Linked DNA regions of Dromaius novaehollandiae: region 1 is linked to region 2. A link is a contact called in public Hi-C data. All regions are on one chromosome and are shown on one strand. The core of a region is the stretch at or near the end of the contact, and the rest is flanking DNA. Distances in the headings are between cores, read along the strand shown. Region 1 holds the start of SLC39A13 (solute carrier family 39 member 13). Region 2 overlaps MADD (MAP kinase activating death domain).

Region 1 (3,600 bases), core at 330-2,829, 150 kb after region 2:
AGGAAAAAGCTCCATCTGATGCACACTGCAGCAGCAGCTGCCACTTGAAGACACGAGCTAATGAGTGCACGTTTCATCCAGAACTCTGCCCTGCTCCCCTGGCTTACAGGGAAACACTAGCTGACGCTGAATGGCTTGGCGTGAAATGCTGCATCCGCTCAAGTCAAAAGCAAACTCCCATTTACTTCACTGAGACCAGGATATCAGTACTGATCCTGATAGTGCGAAATCCTCAAAATGCAGCTTAGGTTACCTGAGGAAGTCCCTGTCTGTAACTATGATAATCGCAGATATGATCCATCAGCCCAGGGAACTGTCAGCCACTGGAGGGAGATTCAGGAAGACAGATGATGGTTATTCAGGCAGTAGGAAAACAGCTGTGGGACACAGGAACCATAAATCTTACAACTTCAGAACAAAACACAAAATTCACATCTTTTGAAAATTCATCTTCAGAGAATTCAGTTTCCTATATAAGCATTCTGCTTGTGAGCAAGAAAGATGTAACTTTCCTTAGACTGCATTTGAGATGCGTTCGTGTAGGAGTGTGCTCCTGTCACATGACCGCAGAGAGAGCAGCCAAGCTGCGCAGGGCGCTGAGGACTGACTTGGTTCTAGCTCTGGCTCCCAGGCATGACATTGACATGATGTAATGGGATCGGGGTGAGACCCGAGAGAGGAGCGGCAGCATTAGCTGCGTCTCCGCAGGAAGTGGGATTCTTTCTGACAGTCGGAGTGAGAAACAAATTCTGTGTCTCAGGGAAAATGGTAAGAGATTAGTACATTTGGGAAACTGTGTTGCTTCAAACTAGCTCAGCTTGTATGAAAGTCAATGTTTGTTCTCCTCTGACCTAATTTCTTGGGCACATGCAGTTTCTACAAACATCTGTAAGAGCTGTGGATATTCGTCACCTGTAGCAGTCAGGACATTAGTGCTTGTGAAGTTTTGGTGTTACATAGGTGTCACCTTGGAGGTTGGAATGCACTCACCTGTTAAAAAAGACTGTACAAGGAGGAAGCAGATAGTTTAAAGGTCGTTGTATCTTTTAAAAACTTTTGGAGGTAAGTCCTGGCATACTTTCCTCTGCCCTAGCATCCAGAAATTCCTCTCGAAAATAGTTTTTCTGTTGTGCTTATCTTTACACATCTGCAGCCCAAAGAATTTATAATCCAACTAAGTAAAAGGTTTTTTTCCAAAACAGATTCCCAATAAATATATTTGCAAAGGGCAGGTCTTCCCCAGCACGCGTTTGTCTGTATCCCACCGTCCGGAAGCCGGTGCCGTTTCTTCTCGTGCGCTCTCCCTCAGAGAGGCACAAACGACCCACAAATACCCCCGGCCCGTTACGGATCCGAGGGGACAAACGCGAAGGCTCTCTGCGAGGGCTGCGCTTTCCGCGGCGGTGGCAGCGCGCCGCGGGGTCGCCGGGGGCAGGCGCGCTCGGGCGGCCGAGCTCAGGCCGCTCGCGCCTCGGCCGGGCCCGGGCGCCCCGGGGCCGGGCCGCGAGCCCCAGCTTCCGCCCCACTGGGCCGGGCCGGGCCGGGCAGCAGCAGGAAGCGCGCCCCGGCGCCGGCCCCCCCGGCGCGGCGGCCGGAAGCGCGCGCTGCAGCGGGGGCCCGCGGCGACGGCGGCGGCGCTGGTGCCGAGGAGGCCGGGACCGACGTGGCCGGCCGGGGGAGGCGGGGCCGAGGGGCCGCCGGGCGGGGCCGGCCCGCGCCGCGTCGAGCCGAGCCGGGCCGCGGCTGGATGGCGGCGGCGGCGCGCGGTGAGGGCGGCTCGCGGCCGGGGGCGGTGCCGGGGGTCGCCGGCCCGCTCCGCCCCGCTGTTCGGGCGGTGGGGGGGGGGGGGGCGCGGCCGCGCAGCTCCGGGCGGCGACGGGACGGGGGAGAGGGGGCGGCGGGCGGCGTCCGGTGTCCGGCCCCGGCGGGGCCCGGCCAGGCGCGGGACAAGTTTGGGAAAGCGGCGGCACCGGCGGGGCCGCTGCTGCAGGAAGCCGTGCTCCGGCGGCGGCGAGCTGCGGGGAGTTCGCGCCGCCCCCCGGGGCCTCGGCTCGCCCCGGCCCCCGGGCGGCGGCCCCCGCCTTCGCCGCAGCCTCCCGGGGCGGCGGCGCCCCGGCAGAGCCGGGGGCTCCCAGCGCGCCGCGGGCTCGGAGCGCAGCGCCGCGGGGCTCGGCCGAGAAAGTTTCAGAAGCAACTTGGAAGAGGCGATGCGCAGGGGCAGCGTGGCTGCGGGGCGCCCTGCCCTGCTCTGCCCTGCCCCGCGCCGCCGGCCGGGGGGTTGTGACGAGGGGAGATGGCACCGCCGTCCCTGCGGGGAGCCGGCTCGCCGCCGCCCTGCTGCCGCTCGGTTGGTCGGGGTCTGCGCCGCGCTCAGCAAACGGCGCAGGATCTGCTCCCTGGGGAGCCCAGCTGCCGTGCTCCTGCATGAGGGTGCGCGAACAGGGTTAACTGCTCCCCCCAGCAAGTATGTCTCACTCTGCGGTTGTCAGCATTCCTCTCATGGAAAAACAGAGCTGTCCGTCCTCTCACAAGCCGTCCGCAACGTTGTCAGACACGGTGCTAAGAGTGGGGCCGCCGTATGATAAGAGAGCGGTATCCTGAACCGGCTCGGGCTGCGGCTGAGGCCCGGCCCGGCAGCGGCGGGCCGCAGGACCCAGGCCCCGAGGCTGGCTGGTAGCAGGAGTCGGGAGAGGTGCCCGGCGCCAACCGAGAGTGGGCTGGGAGGAGGGAAACCTCACCTAGCCCTGAGGGGGTGAAGGTGATTGCTGCCTCTATAAACTTTCCTCATAGGCTGGTTGCTGGGGAAGAAATCACTGTTTCCCAAACTACTGTAGAGTTTGATCAGTATTTTAACCCCCTAGGAAAAGGTATGGTCTTGGGGTTGCGAGGTGTCTAATCTGTTTTGTTCTGTGATACTCTGTCGTTCTTTAGACCTGTACAACCCCAGTTTTTAGCTTTGCATGCTGTGATGTGCATGATTTGTAGAAGTGAAAGTCTCAGTGCAAAGCAATTCTGTATGAGCAGTATGGGGAGAGGGGAAGAGTCCCACCAGAGCGATGGAGCCCCTGAAGGTGGCCTGTGACTGGCAGAGAAGTGAGTGCTTTGGGGCATCAGACACCTTTTGTGCCTCCGCGGAGGACAAGGCTTCCAGCAGGAATTCAGAGCTTTCTGCAGGGCTAATGGAGGGAGGTGGCTTGTGGAGAACTTTTTTGGCTGAAATTTATGCTTCCTCCCTGGAAAATAACTTTTTTCCATTCCATGGAGTGCTCTTTTGCAACTCCAAGACGAGGCAACCAGGCTTCCAGAGAAAACAGTTGCAAAAAGCTTTTTTTCTTTTTTCTTTTTTTTCCCACCGAGAACATCTAAAATGTCATTGTATGGCAGTGAGCGACTGTACTGAGACAGAGCTGAAGCTGTGTGGTCTGAAAAGGCAAAGTGTCTGGGAGGGGAGGAGGCGGGCTGCTGCAGGAATCTCTCTTATGTAAATATTTTATTTTATTTTCTCTTTTCCAGTAGGTTTTTGCCTTGCCGCTTTAAGTTTTGTCTGCACTTTCTCATGCGCTGCTTGCTGCAGATGTGCTTAGTGAGCACTGTGAGGCA
Region 2 (3,398 bases), core at 592-3,091:
TGGAGTTACTGAGCCATGTTACACCTACAGAACCTTGCAATCGGATTCTATATAGAGAGTGGAAGGTAACTGAAGTAGTATTTCCTCTAAGACAAGTAGGGAGTGGTAAGTGTGTATGCTCTAGTTTGATGGGAAGTACTTCAATGCAAGATTCATTCAGCTGATTTTTGCCAAGCATAAGTGCTCCAACTGTAGCATTATCACAGTTAGCAGGAAATTAAAGGCTTGCTTGTGTTAACATTGGGTTTAGATGGCAGCGTGGAAGTTGACCCTGTGATTTTAGAGCAGAATGCAAGCAGAAGTCAGTGGTCGTTGCCCACAAATAGAACTGGAGATTTAAAGCAAGTGAGAAAATGTTAGGCTCTTCCCTCTGGAATTTGAGTTACTGCTGTGTACTTGTGCTTTACTTTCTTGTGGCCCCTTCACTGCCGCTGCTATGAAAACCTTCATTCTCCAGCAGGTAAAGTGATGTCCCCTGAACTCGTTCTCTGCTAGTGCCTTATTTTCATTCACAGGATTAAAGGCTGCAGGATGGTGCTTAGTAATTTACTCCCTTCATCCACTTAGTTTAACAACATCAGGATTAAGTTTTAATGCTAGAAAAAGTGCTTCTGGTAATTTCTTAATTTTAGGCTTTTTTATTCTGCAGTGGTAGTGCTTTGACTTCTCTAAGTCTTCCTAATTCAATGCTCTCGGGACAGTTTTCCCAACTGGAAGAGCTTTGAAAGAGTATTTCACTTAAAGACAAGGCAACTGTGAAGTGGGGAGAGAGTACCTTGCCTAGATAGTCTCCTCTTCTTTCTTTTCCTATTCTCAGTTATGGTACAGGACTTTACAACTTCCCTTCTCTCCATCCCTTATGGCACAAGGTCATTACTGCTTCCCCTTCCTGCTTTCTGAAGAGTATATGAACAATTGTATGTTATCCAGTGGGCAGTGAGACTTACACAGCTGTAAAATCCTACCCTATTTGGCTGTGCATCAGCCTCACTCCCACCTTTAACCCCTGGTGACATGGAGTTAATTTGGAACGTCTGGTGCCAGCGGGTAAGGTAGCTTGGATGTGCACCTCATTATCGTCCCAACTCTAGTCACTGGTATCACTGGGGCAGTGCAGCCTGGGTGTGCACTTCACTGTTTTTTGGTCCTTAATGTAACCGCCCCCTCTCAAAGAAAAGGGATAGTTTAAAATTATGATTATAAAAGTAATTATTATTTTTTAAGTTGTACTTTTCACTTCATCTTTTTGGGAATAACAATATCATGACACATTGGAACTGGTAGGCATCGATTTATATTTGGAGTATTTTCTCAAACCCAGTCTGCACTGTCTACTTTTGGCCCCCTAGAGTGTGATCCTTCTTCCTCCCCAGTGTTTAGCTGTGTCATATCATAGTTGAAAAGATGACATCTGCATGGATAGGTTTTGTTGTGGACTTTTTCTAGTTATTCATGCTGAACTCATTTGCCTCTGCTTCTTTTTCTGTCACTAGTACTGTGTGTAATAAAACATTCACTCTTCCTCTATGAGCCTGGTATGATTTGGTTTTGCATAACTTTTATATTACTACTTCTAAATTTTTTTGTTGTGACACAGAAATTCCATGGCAAATTTCAGCTACTCTGGAAGGAAAGTATTCAAAGTTGGTCTTGTTATTCCACTGATCTTAACATTTTAAATTTGCCCTTTGTATGTTCTTAGTGTGGTCTTTGTTCTCTCCTGTTGATTTCCCATGGGATCTGTTCACAACAATATTTATAGACCAAGTGTGGGTCAAAGGCACACTTCAGATGCAGTGCACACTAATGGGAGGGTTGCAGCTTGCTTTTTAATGCAGTCCAGAATGAGAGCAAAAGGCAAATTTTCTTTAGCTGTTTTATGGCCGCTTCCCTTCTGTTAGTTTGAGGCAGTGAAGGGAGCAAGATGACATTTTCTGGATAAAAATTTTTTCATCAGTCCCCTAATTCTCTTTATATGTAAGTCCTCTAGAAATCAAATAAAGCCTGATATTTTTGAGAATACATGTAACTGAAATGAATATTTTGTTTTAAGGCAACTTGTTCAAAAGCAATGAACATCTTTGAGATGTTAAAGTAAATATCAGCGCACACATTTCAGACAGGAGAAAGAATGTCTTCAGAAACTCTCAAGACATAGCTGGGAAACAGTCTTCCAGTGTTGAAAATTTTCCCTTACCTTTTTTTTGTTTGTTTTCCTGGTTTCACTAACTTCCTACCAGAGTGTCCAACAGTTCTTTTGAGATCTGCTTTGCAGCAGAGAAGGATTCAAACATTTAGAAGGCAAAATCTTTAGGAATTGTGTACTGACAAATTTCTAAGGAGTCGTTGGTTTGTTTTATGGTAGTAGGCATTAAGCATATTTTATCATTAAGTGTGTTTTGTCATTAATTCTGCTATCTAACAGGAATAAGTACTATCAGAAAAGCCAGAGGCTGTAAGAACCATCAAATATCTACTATGGTTTTCCAAAGAGAGGCAACAGAATATTTTTGTCAACCTAAGTTATCTATTATGTCATTACCAGTATCTTCAAGGAGACATGTAATGTAAATGACAAGAAAGAAAAACACCTAGAAGTGAGGGATAGTGAGGTGCGCTGTTCCTGCAGTTGCTGTCTGTGCATCCTTTCCTTTTCCTATGGGAACATTGTGCTATTTCTTTTCCCTTTTCCTCTCGTTTTTTGAACTTTTTGTTTTGTCTCTTGCCCGTCCGGTTTTAGTTCCTGAAACTAAAGAAGTGGTGAGCCACAAGTACAAGACGCCAATGGTGAGTCACCTGTGATGCCTTCTAGTAGTTCTTTAGGATGTATCTTTACATTTTCATGTGGTGAAAAGACTCGCATTGAGATCGCAAGATTTGCGATGCTAGCACTGCAGTAAAACACAGGCTGCTTTTTATGTTAGCTTTTAGTTGAGGGAAGACACCAAAACCCGGTGATTCTTGCTTTTGTGAAATTAGAGGAGCTCATGGGTAGTAAAGGAAGGGTAATGCCTTTCATTAAGATAGGTAAAGATTCAAGATAGCCAGTTTGGTTTGAATTTTAACACATTAAATGCTGATGAAACTGCTAAACTGGTGACGGCGCAGATCACAATCCCTTATCCACAGAATAGATGGAAGAGGAGACTAATTTCTGGACATAAAATGATCACTGAGTTTATGAAAAATTCCTGCCTGTTCATATGAAAGTGATCAGTGAGATGCAAGAGAATGGTGTAAGTAGTGATTCCTGCCATGAGGTGGGTTATTGCTGTGCTCTAGTGCTCAGTTTTTATAAAATCTTTGAACACCAACAGTTGACGATGATACTTAGCACTTTTACACATAATATTGTAATAGGCATACGTATGCTCGTGAGTGAGAAATAGAGGCCAATA

What was found. A called contact is a pair of places that touch in the nucleus more often than the background predicts.
Region 1: a Hi-C map of brain shows a contact between it and region 2, with 2.5 times the contacts expected there. The contact joins the promoter of SLC39A13 here to the enhancer-like site in region 2. A contact is called at or near these places in 3 of 4 Hi-C or Micro-C datasets (brain, liver and ovary).

What each region holds. Positions count from the first base shown.
Region 1 is chr5:45,851,947-45,855,546 of bDroNov1.hap1, forward strand. SLC39A13 (solute carrier family 39 member 13) reads left to right here and starts at 1,580. Exons shown (of 9, transcript XM_064512730.1): 1 at 1,580-1,766. LOC112979221 (a long non-coding RNA gene) reads right to left here and starts at 1,702. Exons shown (of 5, transcript XR_003258131.2): 1 at 991-1,702; 2 at 254-377.
Region 2 is chr5:45,702,695-45,706,092 of bDroNov1.hap1, forward strand. It overlaps MADD (MAP kinase activating death domain), which reads left to right. Exons shown (of 37, transcript XM_064512699.1): 36 at 2,741-2,787. Among named protein-coding and RNA genes, the nearest start is that of MADD, 69 kb to the left of the region's middle. Within about 2 kb of position 1,842, at least 2 of the 2 cell types and tissues checked have open chromatin away from gene starts, as enhancers often do.